Regions from separate parts of the Mus musculus genome. Here region 1 is linked to region 2. A link is a contact called in public HiChIP or PLAC-seq data. All regions are on one chromosome and are shown on one strand. The core of a region is the stretch at or near the end of the contact, and the rest is flanking DNA. Distances in the headings are between cores, read along the strand shown.

Region 1 (4,084 bases), core at 1,009-3,508, 840 kb before region 2:
ATCCTGAAGGAGGCAGGAAACAATTCACTGGCCTAGTGACACCAGGACGAGGATCATATGGTGGGGTCACACATCCTGTCCAAGCTCCTATTCCTGTTCAACCAATTCCCTGCCAGAGTCACTAACCTGGAGTTCCTGTGTCAAGACTGTGTCATTCTGGGCCTTATCTCAGCTGCTAGAAAGTGGAAAGTGCGGGAGAAAGTGGGGTCCCCGGGCGGTTGCTGAACTTGGATCCCGCCCCAGGCTCGCCGCCGGATGGCTCTGATGAGCCCCAGGGCGCCGAGTGGCAGCCGGCTGCGGGCCTGCCTCCCAAGTCCTCCAGCCTGTGGTCCCCAGCAGATGTCAGTCTGGGAACAGGAAGCAAGCCTGTTTGGGGTTTCTAAAAATAAATAAATAATAACCCCAGCCACAAGAACAATCTTTTATCCCCCAAAAATTATTTTTAAAAAAATGCTTTAATGACTGCGGCATTTAACACATCAGGGGGCTGCATTGTTTTCAATTATACGTGATTCTGAAAGGGGAGTACAGATTCTGAGCCTGAATGGGGAATCGTGGGGCTGCGAGTTTTGCTGTTTTAAACATTCGCTTTGCTCCTTTAAGGAAAGAACTGTAAAATAGAAATAATGATATATTATTACAGCACTGCGGAGTAGCACTAATATTGCCGTTGAAACCTAGAATTTGAAATAAAGATGGAAATACTTATTTGTGCATACTTTTGTTCTTAGAAAAAAAACGATTTGGAACGAGGCAACAGGCATGTGTGCTGTGGGCAAGGCTGAGACTCCCTGGTCCACGAGGCCAGGTCCCTGGTAACAGGGAGCACTGAGCTCCTCAGCCAAGGGCTGACATAGGTCTGGTGTCCTAGTGGCCTGCTCAAAGCCACCAGGATGCTATCTTCTCTTTCTTGTTTTCCAGAAATGGAGAGAAGACACGGAGCGCCATGGTGGGTCATGCCAGCAGGAAAGAGATCCTAGGAAGAAGGTACACGTGGTTTGCTATGGGACCTGGATGATGGAGTTCTAGCTCCTTTGCCTTTAAACAAGAAAATGTAACCATCGGGGGCTGGGGGCATGGGGTGGATCAAGAGAGCCTACGTTCATCCAGAAGACCTGAGTTCTGTTTCCAGCACCCACGTGGGGTTACTCACATCCACCTATAACTCTAGTCACACACACACACACACACACACACACACACACACACACACACACACACACTTTAAAATAATGGAAACGTTTTTAAGACAAACAAACAAACAAACAAATAAAACCAGGGGCTAGAATGATGACTCAGTAGTTAAGAGCGCTGTCTGCTCTTCCAGAGGTCCTGAGTTCAATCCCCAGCAACCACATGGTGGCTTACAACCATCTGTAATGGGATCCGGTGCCATCTTCTGGCACGCAGGTGTACATGCAGATAGACCGCCCAGACATAAACTAAATAAATCTTTTTAAAAATTCAAATCAAATGTCATGTATACTTGTGATAAAAACGTATACTAGAAGCATGTGATCAGAATTTCTTTCATACTGTGTAGCGAGCAGGATAGGAGGAGGCTGGGTAATTTCACCATAGGTGTGAGTAGATTCTGGTGTCAGTGTTTTTCTATGCCTCGCTGGGGTGCTGAGGATGGAGCTCTGTGCCGAGGGCCGATCTGGCATGCACCAGACCCTGGTGCTATCCCAAGCACCTCAAAAATCAAAATCAAAACACACACACAAGAAACCAAACCACCAGCCTACCTGGTTTGATACATTGCATTCTTGTGTAGGGTTGTCATACTGTACTTCATAAAACTACACTTTAAAAAAAAAAAAAAAGAATAACCTCAAAATACAGAGGCCTCTGCAGCGCCGTGTGGATGGGGCTTTAGGCGCCCACCGCGGGGGGGGGGGGGGAGGGGGGGGAGGGGAATGGACTAGATGAAACAGTAGCAACTCCCTCAGTACCTGCTAGGGTCGGGCCTGGTTCCCAGCCTGGCTTTCTCTTCCCCTTTTGGGAAGAAGGCTGGGAGAAGGTTAAGGCCCAGCATTTCCCTCTAGTTATCAATTATCGTTTGCTCCTCTATCAATATAACATAACCACGTTCCAACACCAACTGCTTTCTAAATCAGACTTCACGGCTTACCACATCGGGAGCACATGGCCTTTGGAAAGTTTCTTTAAAGCCCCATACCCATTTCCTTACCATGGCCCTGCCCACTGGCCAAGCTCTTTTTCCAAGGAGGTCTAGCCACCTGCTGGATGCTTAAAGTACTAATACATTTGTCCCGGAGTGTCTCTGCCACAGCACACTCTCTTCTCTCAACAACACAGGCCACCAAACTCACGTGGCTGCCGACAGCGCAACTCCACAGCCTCCCGTGAAACCTTCCGTGAAGTCCTCACTGCATAAAATCCCAGCACTTCCCTTTTAGCACTGACCAAATGGATTCTCTCTCCCAGTTGATGGCTGGAGTGCCCTGGAGTGACTTGGCTCCTCCGTGTATGCTTCCCCCAGCACACACAGCAAAAGTGTTTGATGAGTGGATGAATCCAAAGTATGGGAAGTGACCTAAGAGAAAGTATATACTTGGGACACTACCACAGCCATGCAGGGTGGGCTCCGTCACTCCTCCTTTAGTAAATGACAAAACCGAGGGTCAGGGAAGTTTTGTAACCTCCCCAAAGTTGCACAACCAGGAAGCAACAGTGTAAGACTTGGAGTCCAGGTCTGTCCTTTCACGTGCTTGCTTTAGCAGAGCATCCTTTCTCCTGTGTCTGCTTCAGCTAAACATTCCTTCTCGAGTCTGCCTTAGTCTTTCACCTGTGTCCACTTCAGGAAAACACTCCTTCTCGTGTTTGTCCAGCAAAACACCTTCCCATCGATATTCCAAAGAACCCCTTAAAGTTTCCACTTCACTACATAGCTGGTGATGTATATTTTCTAGTGCTGTTATACCTGGAGGTACATAATGCCAGCCTGTTCCATGGTGAGTGGTGTGGTCCATGATCCTGAGGCGGTGGAATTTACACCTTTTGTGTCCTTCTTCCTTCAGTGTGAGTTGGACTTGTTCCAGAGAGTAGAATAACTCAAATGTACAGAATATTGTGTGTAGCTGCTCTACAGCAGACATTCTGCAGCTGATTAACAGATAATGAAAACGTGGTACACATAAACAAAGGAGTTTTATTTGGTTGTAAATAAAAATAAAATCTGCAATAAAATGGGTGGAACTTGGACATTTTATACCGAGTAAGGGATAAAAATGATGATAAAGATAAACCATTATGTGTTCTCTCTTCTTTGAAGATCCTTGCTTCAGAGTTTTAGACCTGTGTGTTTGATTGGAGTGTCTGTAGAGTTGAGGAAGCTAGAAAGGGACCCCTGGGGTGGGAGGAGGAGGAGGCCTTGAGGGAAAATGCATAGTGTGAAATGAAATATGCCATGCCATATAAAACTAGAGAGGGGCACACTAGGTTAACTGAAACAAGGATCAATGAGAAAACGCCATTTGGAGACCTACTATTTTGAAGATAATTTAAAATGTAAAAGTAAATTAAAATCAGAAGAAGAAGAAGAAGAAGAAGAAGAAGAAGAAGAAGAAGAAGAAGAAGAAGAAGAAGAGGTGGTGGTGGAGGAGGAGGAGGAGGAGGAGGAGGAAGAAGAAGAAGAAGAAGAAGAAGAAGAAGAAGAAGAAGAAGAAGAAGAAGAAGAAGAAGAAGAAGAAGAAGAAGAAGAAGAAGAAGAAGAAGAAGAGGAAGAAGAAAGCAACAAGACAATTTTGAAAACAGAGATTCTGCATGGGTACAGGATACAGGATGTTGCTCCCAGAAGCTATTGACAACTAAATGAAAATCCTAGTGTTAGCTGTAGAATCCTTATTGATTGGGAGGCTTTAGAGACCCCCCAAAACAGCACAAGCAGGGGCCATTGCCACTGTTTTGACTTGCTCGCCATGATTAGATGATAAGAACTTTTTGCAAAACAAGCATGGTTGCAGGGCATAAAAGAAATTTAAACTAGAGCTGAGCTGGAAGGCTCCTCCTGGCTGGCTAAGCAGTTCGAGTTGCTAGTGCACAGTGGGCACATCCTAGC
Region 2 (4,049 bases), core at 700-3,199:
TGAATATTGGGATACTACTTAACCCAGGGTCAAAGGCCAAAGCCTATGCTGCAGAGAAGAAAGTCAGCTGAGCCGGAAGCAGTGCTGACCAAGAAAATGGTGTCCATTCAGAACTGGCCCCTGGCTGCCCTGGCAAGTCCTCATTAAATCACCCAGCCTCTCAGCAGCCAACCCCACCCACCATTCTCCCTTGGGCTTTTACTCCTAAGAAAGTGAGTAACTGAAGACAGACCCGCATGCACAAAAGTGTTTGCTGTACAGTTATCCTAGCAAGGAGAAAGCAGACACGTGTGGGCACAGATAAATGCTTTTGTGGACAGCTGCTGATGGAGTGTCGGAACCTTTCATTACAAAGAACTCACTGACATGGGGAAAAAAATCTTTACAGAGCGAAGTAGAAAAAAAAAAGCAGCCTGCAAAATGCTGGGTACTCATGCGATTACAAGTCTCTCAAACATGCAAAGAACACAAGAGCAGACCATAACGCACCATGGTGGCACCACTCATGGAGCTGGAGCACTGGAGCGGGAGGACAAGGGCTGATGTTTTTCTTTTATTAAACATACCTGACAGTGAACATGCTAACAAGGTCTAGAACTGGCAATTGCAGAGTCTCTATAGAATTGGCTGTACACCCTGTGTCAGTGGACAAAAGGATATGAATGACCCCCACATACCTCCAGGAAGGCCATGGCCACATCATCTTCTTGGAGGAGATCGCCATACATGGCCGCCCACTGCAGGACCAAGCGGATGACCCGCCTCTTGTTGTTGAGGGCATAATCCATTCTCTCCTGCTCGGTACCTTGAGAAGGCTGTGCGTGGTAAGTGCCAAGGAGTCAAGGAAACCACAGAGCTACTTCCCACCCGTTTCGCTTGTGCTACGTGCAAGGCAGAGAATGACAGATCCCAGCTTTGGACTTATGCCATCTCCCACGTTGGTCCTCAAGGAAACTTCCCATCACAGTGTCTGAAGCACACACGCACACACTGTTGGTGACTCCTGATAGCTGACTGAAGAGTTAGACTGCAGGCTCCACAGACATGACCAGGATTCCTGCAGGGTCTAGCCTCGGTTCTCATTCTCCCTTCCTGTCCTATACCCCACCCTCCAGGACAGTAATGTGATTTCCCATTGCTTACTTCTGGGTATTTTGCCTCCTCCTGTTGGTCCCCTTAATTCTGCCCCTATCATTATGATCCTTCTTTGCATGAATTCCAATTTAACTCTTCTGAGTGGGGTACCCCATTCTGCTAGGACCATGGCTGGTGCAGTGTTTATAGAAACAAGCCAGGAGGATGTAGAGGAACTCACTCTGCATTACAGAGTCCCTAGTGAGAGCTCCAGACCCTCCTTATGCCACCTCTTCATCTCTCATCCAGAGCCACTGCCTACTTCATCATCAATTTGAGCCACGTGGCCGGCCATCTTAATTATAAGCCAGTGAGGCTTGGAGGGGATCTTTGTCCTGTGTTCTATACCATGCCTAGTGCTGTGAGCCTCGATGGCAAACTTTTTATTTATTCATCAGTAGAATTCAACACTTAACTGAGTGTCCACCACACGTCTAAAGTAAAGGGTCATACTGCCATTACCACTCCTGTGTAGACAGCACAAGTATTTTAGATCAGACACCCTTTTCCTTTTTTAGTGATTTATAGGCGCTCATATCATGGTCACCCTGTTCATAAAACAACTTAGCATTTATAGTTTATGTTATAAACTGCACAAAAGGGACTTTGGTGAAGCTCTATTTTAGCATCTGGCGACAAAAATGTTGTTTCCTTTCTAAAAGTGGGCAAACCAACACAAAAGGAACATAAAAGGCTATGATTATCTAGGGAGAGGGCACAGTTGGCTTTGAGTCCAAGACTCCCGACTCTGGCTAGCTTCATTCCCACTGAACAGCATTCCTGAGCCTTGTAGCAAATAACAAGACCAGCCTCGTCTGAGCTGACAGCCAGGCTTAAAAGGCACCATAGAAAACTGCCTCGTGGCAGTGCCGTACTTGAGAGCTAACGCAGCAAAGGGCCTTTCGGAAAGAACTATAAATAATCATGATCAAGGCAAATGACAGAAACTTAAAGCAAAGGTTTACTGCATGTAAATGGGTTGCAAAATGGCTTTCATAAATTGAGCACGAGATTCATAAAAAAAGAAAATTGCTCAACCTGTATTGCTACAATTCTCTCTGAGCTTACAATAAAAAAAAGGGAAGACAGATCACTTTATGTGAAAATTATTTCTTTTCTGATTAACCCTTTGGTCTCTTGCTTATATATATATGCATAACTCCGTTTTTCTTTCGTAAGAACTACAATACCGGGTATAAAGTTTCGTTACTGTTGCAACCGGCAAGCAGACGTTAGCACTGTCAGGGGTTGGCTCAGCAGAGGAGACTCTGAGCGTGCGTTCTTTGGTTCCCACTGTCTAGTGCTTTGATTTGGAGTGAGTCACTGCAAACTACAGACTTCTGTTTGCTCGCCCGAAGAAGAGATGAGATGAGACAGTTTCCAGCTTCTCTTTAGATATATCTATTAACACTAATGTAAGGCCGATTCAAAGAGAACTAGGTACCACAAACTAACATAACAAAAGTATACTACCTTCTCATGGTCTCTTTTGCTTAATTTGATACACCCCTGTGTTTTGTGTGGTGCTATAGTTTTCATATGGCATGCTCCCACCAAGATTCATGTTTGGGCTTTAATTCTTTAATGCAACACTGCAAGGCTATGTCTTTAAGGGACACTGATGTTTTTGATGAGAGACAATATTCGTTCTCGGGAGTGGATTGGTGCTTTCTAGAGTGGATCGTTATACAACATGTGGGTTTCTTTCTTGGCTCTTTCTTCTAACATGCCCATTAGCCCTTCTGCGTGGAGAGGGATGATGCCCCCAGCAGCCCGTGAGGAGATACCGCCCCCTCCCCTGAACTCCCAGCTCCCAGAACTATGAGCAGCTACATCTCTTTTCTTTATAAATGACCCAGGGTCTGGGTGTCGAGTACAAGGACAGGAAATAAATCCAGACACATGGAAACTGGGCTTAGCTCTATTCTAAACTTTCATTTCTGGAGTCAGCAGAATAAAGTAGGGATGGCTAAGATGGAAGCAGGGGTGTGGAGTTTGGACAGGCTTGGTAAGTATGAGGTAGGAAAAGTATGGGCTCAAAGTAGGATGGGTTTGAAGGCTCCCGATATGCCAGGCTTACGCTGAGCTCACTTTACACCAGCTATCTTGACTTTGAGCTGTGGCCATAGTATATATTCCCAAGCCTTCTCCTCAACCTAGGCTTCTCTCTATCCACTTTGATAGAAAACTGGGTGATGATGTCTATTAAAAAAACTTTCTGATGGCCTTATTCTGTGAAAATGTGCATATATTTTTGAACATGTCATACCAACTTTAAAAGAAAATCACACTGTGCCCAGACTAGCTGTACAGTCTAGAGTCTTTAAAAAGATTTCATTACACATGAAATATGCTTTACAATTACTTAAAGATGGTGACACTATACAAGGAAATGGAGGCTTCTACTGAGCTGGTGTACACAGTGGGAGCCTTGCCCTAAATTTAGAAGAATCACCTCAAGAGGAAACGAGGGAAGTGATGATTTTTTTTTTTTAAAAAGATGCATTTGTTTTTGTTTCATGTTTACAGGTGTTTTATTTGCATGTTAAGTGCATCATGTGCATGCAGTACACACAGAGGCCAGCAGAGGGCATTAGATTCCCGGGAACTCAAGTTACAAATGAACAGCCCTGTGGGTACTGTGAAATAGACTCAATTCCTCTGCAAGAACAGCAAACGCCTTTAATCACTAAGTCATCCACATCTCTAGCCTCTTGATTTGGTTCTTAAGAGGCAACTGTATTTTAAAATAGATTAGTGAACTGTTCAAGAGAACTCCAAATATTTTACAGATATGTGGGCAAAGAAATCATTCAAGCTGAGTTACTTATTTAAAAAGACACTCCATAAAATAGCTGTGCAGCGGTGGGGATAGAATGGGCCTGGATCCTTCCTGTCTCTTGGAATATTGCATT

What was found. HiChIP or PLAC-seq counts read pairs in DNA pulled down with a chosen protein or histone mark.
Region 1: an H3K27ac HiChIP or PLAC-seq map of acute myeloid leukemia shows a contact between it and region 2, with 3 times the contacts expected there. The contact joins two enhancer-like sites. A contact is called at or near these places in 2 of 39 promoter capture datasets (cranial neural crest and stem cell-derived epiblast-like cells), 1 of 15 datasets of contacts at CTCF or cohesin (large pre-B cells), 3 of 484 Hi-C or Micro-C datasets (the N1E-115 cell line, embryonic stem cells and nephron progenitors), 2 of 115 datasets of contacts at active chromatin or transcription factors (acute myeloid leukemia and embryonic basal ganglia) and 1 of 9 other capture datasets (embryonic stem cells).

Annotation. Positions count from the first base shown.
Region 1 is chr2:73,062,620-73,066,703 of GRCm38.p6, reverse strand. No RefSeq gene overlaps it. Among named protein-coding and RNA genes, the nearest start is that of Gm39850, 56 kb to the right of the region's middle. Within about 2 kb of position 2,258, at least 14 of the 459 cell types and tissues checked have an H3K27ac peak or open chromatin away from gene starts, as enhancers often do. A contact at or near this core is called in acute myeloid leukemia, where this site is marked.
Region 2 is chr2:72,219,796-72,223,844 of GRCm38.p6, reverse strand. Rapgef4 (Rap guanine nucleotide exchange factor (GEF) 4) reads right to left here. Exons shown (of 31, transcript NM_001204165.1): 18 at 678-828. Among named protein-coding and RNA genes, the nearest start is that of Map3k20, 64 kb to the left of the region's middle. Within about 2 kb of position 1,949, at least 13 of the 459 cell types and tissues checked have an H3K27ac peak or open chromatin away from gene starts, as enhancers often do. A contact at or near this core is called in acute myeloid leukemia, where this site is marked.